Linked DNA regions of Danio rerio: region 1 is linked to region 2. The links are chromatin contacts, called in public HiCAR-type maps. All regions are on one chromosome and are shown on one strand. Each heading gives the region's core, a stretch centred on a gene start, on an enhancer-like site or on the middle of the called end of the contact. The rest is flanking DNA. Distances are from core to core; before and after follow the strand shown.

Region 1 (3,935 bases), core at 1,068-3,567, 110 kb after region 2:
CAAACAAATTCACTTCTCTGAGAGAACCCCAAATATTTAAACCGCAGACTTCTTTTTATATATATATATATATATATATATATATATATATATATATATATATATATATATATATATATATATATATATATACATACACACACACACACACACATACACACACACACAACAGTTTTGTCTGGTTTTTGAATCTGATTGGCTGATAGTCGTGCGATATTTTGCCAGTAACATCACACAAAGGCCTCTTCACCCTTCACCTCTGTGTGTTAGACCGCCCACATACAGCAAGCAACAAGCAGAGACGCTACAGTTTGACAAATATCACTGTTGTTAGACAACAAAATGTACTTTTTTTTGTCGAGAATGTAGTTGTTTAGATTGCAACTAAGCAATTTATTTGTAAGAATAGCGCCTATTTTAAAATATTTATAGTTTCTGAGAGCTTGTCGGTGGCCAAAAACGGTTGCCTTTGTCTATTCACAAGATGGCGCCAGAACCGCACAGTAGCCCTTGCTCAGTGTGTTCTCTTGAGCGCGAATAAAAAACTAAAAACGGAAGCCTCGTGGTTTTTAAGGTGGACTGGATAGAGTCACTAAGAAGCTGCGAATAAGAAACTTGATTCAGCCTTGTCCCTCCTTATCGCAAACACAACAGCAGTCTGGTGAGAAATCTATGTAGACGGTTGGCATTTAATGTCACGTTCAGCCTTATAATCTTAAAATGTAAGCAAAATTTGCTCTTTTGTCATCACCTTAAGGGGTCACACACTAGAAGCGCCGCTTCACATTATACTATAGAGAATCATTCAAATACTAGCTCTAAAGTGACTTTGGTAAATAAGTTACAGCTTCTGCTGTTCTGACGTCAGCTGCATGTGTGAATGAATATTGGAAGAAAGTAGCTCCTAATACAAGAGTTTTAGACTCTGTGTTTGATTTTCTTTTTTATGTACAAGATTGTGCCGTCGAACTGTTGTCTAAACGCAATATCACACTTGTAGCAGTGTGCTATGGCTGTATATCAGCACTGGAGGGGCGCTAAGGCACAGCCTTTATATTTGGAGACTCGTGGTTTATATAACACGAGTCTCCAAATGCGAACATTATCAAACACTGTGGGTCTCATAATGCTACAGGGGGTTTATTTAAAGGACAGGCCTGAGAGAATGGCAGATGTTCTGGTGCCAGCAGGCTGTCTGCCCTCCGGGGTGTCTGAAAGGGTGAATGATTATGATGATGGGTCCCCTGTTGCAGGAATGCGCTGAATGAAAGCAGACACTCCGGGGTTAAACCTGACCTGTTGGAGTCCTTTTGTCTCCGCATAATTGACTTGCTAAGAGGTTTCAGAGCGAGAACAATATGAGAGGAAGGAGTGGCGAAGCGCACCGTGACGCCATACAACACACCATAACACAACAAAAGAAACAAGTTAGTTTATCGAGACGCATTTAAACTCATTAAGACACTAAATTAGTTTGGTATACTAATAAGTCTCACCTAGGAGTCATGCGTCTCTCCTGGGACTCCCGGTTGCTCATGAAGGAAGGCACGCAGTTGGTGAGCTCGGTCCAGTCCGCGTGCAGACCGCAGCTCCAGCCGGTGGAGAAGCGGGAGAACAGCCAGGTGTCGCGTTTGCCCGGCCGGTAGCAGGTACACTTCTTCTGGCCCGCATGGCACTCGCACGGCCTCTCCAGCTGGATGTTGCGGACCAGGTGACGGCCGAATGTGGTCCCTCCGGTTTTTTGAATGTGGAGGAACACAATAACATCGTCCCCCTTAATGTGGAAATCCACCGCGCGACTAAGGTCTTTAGTGGTAAAATTAAAACGAGGCACAAAGCGAACCAAAGCACCGTCCTCCGAGCTGTACGGATCTCCCGCACCGGCTCCGTTCAAGCGATCTCCGGGCGCGCGACTCCCCAGCCTCGAGGACAATGATGCCAGGTGTAGTAACTGCCAGTCGGATGTTGAACATATGTATTGCAGTACAATTCCGCCAAAAAACAGAATCATCAGCAGCGCGATGAGTAGCCGGCTGTAGTTGGATTTCCCATCCATCTTCTCGCTGGAAAAGTGAAAGCATTACTCGGTTGTGCGGCGGCTCGCTCACCGCGTCGCGTCGGCCAGGAGGAATGTTGAACAAAACCTGTGACTCGAGCACATCAAAACACGAACACGCCCAGCGCTTCTGGTGGATGTTCGTTTGATTGAAGCGAGTCTAGTCGGTGTCTACATGTTTTCACGAGGCTTTGTAGTCCGAACTTACATCGGATTGCTTTGTGATTCTTCGATAACTTCTGCTGTTTACCTCTGCCACAAATTCGTACTCGCTCTTCCCAGTTCCTCGTTTTCCCAGTAGTCCACATACAACGCCCACATCCGTACACCACTCTTCAAAATAAAAGTCCATAGGAATACTTTTATTGTGTAATATTGTCTTTTTTTTACATTTAATTAAAATCAGTTTGATATTTGTATGTGATTTAAACTGCTTTATGTGTATTTAATGGTAATACTAATTGTTTAATTGTGTATAAAATATAATAAAATTAACTATATATTTAATATTTATTAAATAAAAACTATATATTTTCATATAATTTTGCATCATATTAATCATAAATTATTAGTTAATGTTTTATTAAATAATATATACTTGTTATATAATACATACTTGTAATATATACTTATATAACATATACTGGTTTTGGCCGGTCAAACTGGTTTTAGCTGGTCATTTTTCAGCCTAACCAGCCTGGAAATAGCCAATACCCCTCTAAAGCCAGGCTGGTTGACTAGCTTGAAGCAGGCTGGTTTAAGCAGTTTTTTTAGTAACCAGCTTGGTGAAAGGGGTGATTCTTATTTTGTTTTGTTTTTTTGCCAAAAAAAAAAAAAAAATGTGTACCTCTTTCCAGTTATTTGCCTCATTTTCTATTAAACTATAAACTCTGAATTTAGGTTACATTATTTTTAGCTGAATTAGCTTGTCGATGGTATTGTCAGTATTTTTAAAATATGTAAATTTATTACATCATAATATCAATACAAAAAAGTTTTAAATTAAAAACTATTGTCATTTATTAGGCTAACAAACTGGCCAGCACAACTTTCCTCGGTCAGAATTTGGCCATTTGAATAATAAAAAAATAAAACACAATAATTATGAGCTTCACACCTTTTCCAGCCTCACTTGTAAAAAAAAAGTACATGATTATAACAACTTATTTTAATATGGGCTGCTTTTGGTGCTTCACACTTTTTTATTGGTCATGTTTTCTTTCAAGAATAAGGTCCAAGATTTAGAATAAGTCACTTGTAAAATGTTTACCCTGTTTAAAAACAATATAGTAGCAAAAGATGACCACTTACATCAGATTATATGTTTTACACAGCTGGATGTTGGACTCTTGAAAATTAATTGTTTGCATTGAAGAAAACTGATTAACTGAAGTCACACCAGGATTCTTTCCCAGAGATGGGTTGATCTAAAATAAGCGGTTCATTCTGATGAGCCAATTAAGCATAAGGTAAGCGTGTAAATGAAGTATAGCAATGCACACTTATCAAAAAATAAACTTAAAAAATGTCTTAATATACATCTGAAGTCAGAATTATTAGCCCCCTTTAATTTTTTCTTCTTTTTTAAAATATTTCCCAAATTATGTTTAACAAAGCAAGACATTTTTGATAATATTTTTCCTTCTGGAGAAAGTCTTATTTGTTTTAATTCGGCTAGAATAAATTTTTTTTTTTTTTTAAACATTTTAAGGTCAAAATTATTGGCCCCTTTAAGAAATATTTTTTCGATAGTCTACAGAACCATCATTTTACAATAACTTGCCTAATTACCCTAACCTGCCTAGTTAACCTAATTAACCTAGTTAAGCATTTAAATGTCACTTTAAGCTGTATAAAAGTGTCTTGAAAAATATCTAGT
Region 2 (3,977 bases), core at 340-2,839:
TGAGTAAACCGTGGTCCTGACTCTCTGTGGTCATTAAAAATCTCATAGCACTTCTCATAAAGAGTAGGGGTATAACCCCTGTGTCCGAGCCAAATTCCCACCATCGGCCCTTGCCCATCATGGCCTCCCAATCATCCCCATCCACCAAATGGGCTCTATTACCATCTCTCTACCCCACCTTTGGCTGGGGTATGTTGAGCACACTGGCACAGTTGTCCTGTGGCTGCCGTCGTATCATCCAAGTGGATGCTGCTCACTGGTGTTGGTATGGACAGACCCCCTTCAAGATTGTGAAGCACTTTGGGTGTATGGCCATGCACGATATATGCGCAATATAAATACACACTACACTACATTACATAAAAGCAAAACTGTGCAAAGCCACAGCCTTCCAGGAACACCTGTGGTTACCACAGATCTGTATAAATGACAAAAGCACTGCATTGTTCATGCGAGGCCAGTAAATGGCTGTCACTTTGCAAAGAACACAAACTACATCTGTCAGTCCTGTAGTCCACCATTGTTGTTTTAGTTACTGTTGAATGTGTGAAATGTGTGCGATTTTGTAGTTTACACCAAATATGGACATTTAAAAAAAACAACAACCAAAAAGCTGCACTTTAAAACATATTTGCCAAGTTTAAATCGAGCATTTTAAGTGTCAATGCAGTTGTTATGTAAATGAGAGGACAAAATGCTGAAAAGGTTTTCATTTTTATAATTGAAAATGCCACTGGTGACTTGAGCGGTTTGTAATTTTCACTGGAAGACATTTTTTCTTTCCTTTCATTTAATGCTACTTTACTAGTTGTACAAACAAATTGAGCATCTCTGCCTTCAAACTGTCTGGTTAATAGTGGAAAACATATTTGTATCAGGATCCCATCCAATGTTTTGCTTGGCTCTTTTCTCCCCTCAAATAAATTATTTATGCCCCTCATGTGAACAACGTACCTGCTTTGTAAGATAGAAAAGTTGAATAATTAATGAGAAAACACACAAAACTATAAAGAGTGGTGTGTGAGATCACCAAGGTTGAGAATAGTGCATCTGTAACCTGTTGCATATAAGCCCTGAACTACTTTGAAATGCACAATTTATGATTTGATGTCAGCTACAGTAACTTACATCTCAAGTGTTTGGTGAACTCTGAATCACAGAAGTTCTCTTGCTAGAGCTATCATCTAGCCCCAACTGTGCTATTACGGCAATAAAATGTATAATAATGGCCTAATCTAAACCTCAAGGGCCCATTAGCTGTACTAACACAGTGTTACTCACCTGAAATGACTGCTGATTGACAAGGCTGTAGACTAAAATGAAGCCTTGCCCGTTTTTAATGTACAGATCTCGCATGGATGCAAACTGCTCGGTCCCGGCGGTGTCCAGTATCTCCAGCACGGAGGGGGACGAATCCACCTCAATCTCCTTCCTATAGAAGTCCTCGATGGTCGGGTCGTATTTCTCGATGAATGTCCCGGTCACAAACTGGACCGTGAGTGCGGACTTGCCCACGCCGCCGCTGCCCAGCACAACCACCTTGTACTCCTTCATTTGGTCTGATCCACGCTTAAGCTACAGCTAACTTTATCTGCTCAACACCGGCCATAAAAACATAAAAATACCACAGCACGTCTTATCGAGGCCTTTAATGATCAAAACAACACCAGAGGAGCACTTTTCACGGGTTCGAGGAAATCAAAGCAGAGATTCAACAGAGGATACTGCTTTTTCTGGGTGAATATCTAGCTAAATCCACAACGCCCCTCCATCTGCACTCTATCTCCATCGGGATCCGTTCGTCAAAGAGTTTGTTAGCCACACAGGCGGTATAAAACACAAGTATTGTGTGTAGTCGTGTCCATGTTTGGCGTCCGTGTGAATGGAGCGCTACATGACTAGCTTTAGCTGGCTAGTGCTTCAGGAGGAGAGCGAGGCTGAACTCGCACACAAACGGCCCTTTCCTGCTTTAATATGCGACGGATGTACGTTAGTCACCGGGTTTTCTCTCTCTTAGATGATCAACTCATACACTCTGTCTCGGAATCCTGCATCGCCTTCCCTTCTGGTGTGTCTTTCCCCCGGCCCGCCTCTGCATATCGGCCCCAGACAGAAGCAGAAGCAGCGGCCCCGCAGCGGAGCTCTCGCACACTGGCGTCAACGGCTCCTCTGAGTCGATTCTTTTTTGAGAATCAGTTGAATCGGTAGTTCTCGAGTCATTTTTGAACCTTCTGTTTCGGACATGCTCAATTCAAACACACACACAAAAATTAAAACCATAAAAAAAAAAAAAATCATGAATAATAATAGTAGAATACTTTATTGTATAACAATTTTGTCAACAGGCTGCTATATAAATTGGTAAATAGATTATTTTAAAACATAAAAATCAGATTAAAGCTAGCAATTAAAACACCACCTAAAAATCACTTCCCTGGATTTATGATTAATAATTATGTTTGAGAAAAACGAAATTCTTGAAACTAGAGAAGAGACTCCCATCAAAGACAACAGAACAAATTTGGAAGTCCCTTTTTTTCTGCTATTAAAACTGTCCAGCTAGAGCTAAACTGATCACCCTTGCTAGCTCTGGACAATAATACATCACTTTTGTTTTTAACACTGAGAGTGTTGCATAAATGTAGACATAATTTGGTTTTATTTTATTATTATTTTCATTTATTTATTTATTATTATTTCTACAAGGGGAGTTTGATGTGTTTGTAACATGTAAAAATAAAAAGTGTTAAATAAATAATAAAAACCGTAACTTTTGTTTTATTCTGTCAACATTTTCCCAATTTAAAATGACAAATTTGTCATTTTTGCATGATTTAACTGAAAGGTTACACAGACCCTCTGTGCTTGTATTTATTTTTAAACAGTGTTTATACCTTGGAAAAGTAAAACAAAGTGAGTATATGGCAGAATAACAGAGTTATTTATTGGTAAACATTAAACATTTTTACTGCAATATTTCTAAGAACATGGTAAATGACAATTGTTATCAATATCAGTTACCTTTACAGATTAAAACAAAAATGAACTTCACAACCCACAGATAAATACAGCTTAAAACAGACATTTTCAAGTGGTCTTTTTCCATAGATGTTTTTTTTAATAAATAAGTTTGATTTTTACACTTAATAATGACTGAAACTAATCTAAAATAACACACATAAATATCCTTATTGAAAAAAAAAAAAAACGTTTTCAGAACATGTACAGCACGTTCCAAGATGTGGTGTTTAAAGAAGTATTTGTGATATATTTGAAGACATTATGAGAGATTAAAAGACAAAAAGCAAGATATGTATATTCATCATTACAAGATTTTGGTTTAATATTTTGAGAACTTTAACTCCCCTACTTAGTTTTCTTTAGCATTGTTTTTTTGTTTTTTATTTATTTATATATGTTGTATTATTAATGAGGATGGAAAGCGTGAATTGATTATTATCTAAGTCTTTGTGTAAATTTAAAAAGAATTAATGCCTTTCTGCTAGTGTTCAAGCATTGTTAATACAAAATAAAGTATATATATAAAAAATGTACAGCACGTCAGCAGGAGACGACGCTGTGACGCAATTACGCTATGACGCAAGGGAATGCAAAACCGACTCTTTAAAACGAACAGTTCAAAAGAACCGATTCGCGGAAATGAGGCGGACCCGTTGAGGACGCGCCTCATTCTCTCCAATAAACATCCGCCAGAAATCACAGTGCTATCACAAAAATGTAAAAGAAAAAAACTATGAGCTGAAAGAATTTGTGATGTTTTTGTAACGGCAGATGCACATCCATTCTAAGCAGAATCAACAAATTAAAACAAGTTATGAAATAGGCCGAACTACTTTCACAGTGTCTTTGAAAGTTCAGACTGGGCGTGATTTGGAAAAAAAACTTTTAAAACGGCGTGTCACCACCCTAACTGAAACCTCATTTGTTTATAACTCAATAAATATTAATTATTATTA

What was found. HiCAR-type assays count read pairs that join an accessible place to other places.
Region 1: a contact with region 2 is called in a HiCAR-type map of caudal fin, with 5 times the contacts expected there. The contact joins the promoter of hs6st2 here to the promoter of rap2c in region 2. A contact is called at or near these places in 2 of 18 Hi-C or Micro-C datasets (caudal fin and an unstated tissue) and 4 of 4 datasets of contacts at active chromatin or transcription factors (caudal fin, embryo, gastrula embryo and 1 more).

What each region holds. Positions count from the first base shown.
Region 1 is chr14:35,593,937-35,597,871 of GRCz12tu, forward strand. hs6st2 (heparan sulfate 6-O-sulfotransferase 2) reads right to left here and starts at 2,318. Exons shown (of 2, transcript NM_194421.2): 1 at 1,497-2,318. The coding sequence starts at 2,056.
Region 2 is chr14:35,489,316-35,493,292 of GRCz12tu, forward strand. rap2c (RAP2C, member of RAS oncogene family) reads right to left here and starts at 1,590. Exons shown (of 3, transcript NM_001007055.1): 1 at 1,282-1,590. The coding sequence starts at 1,554.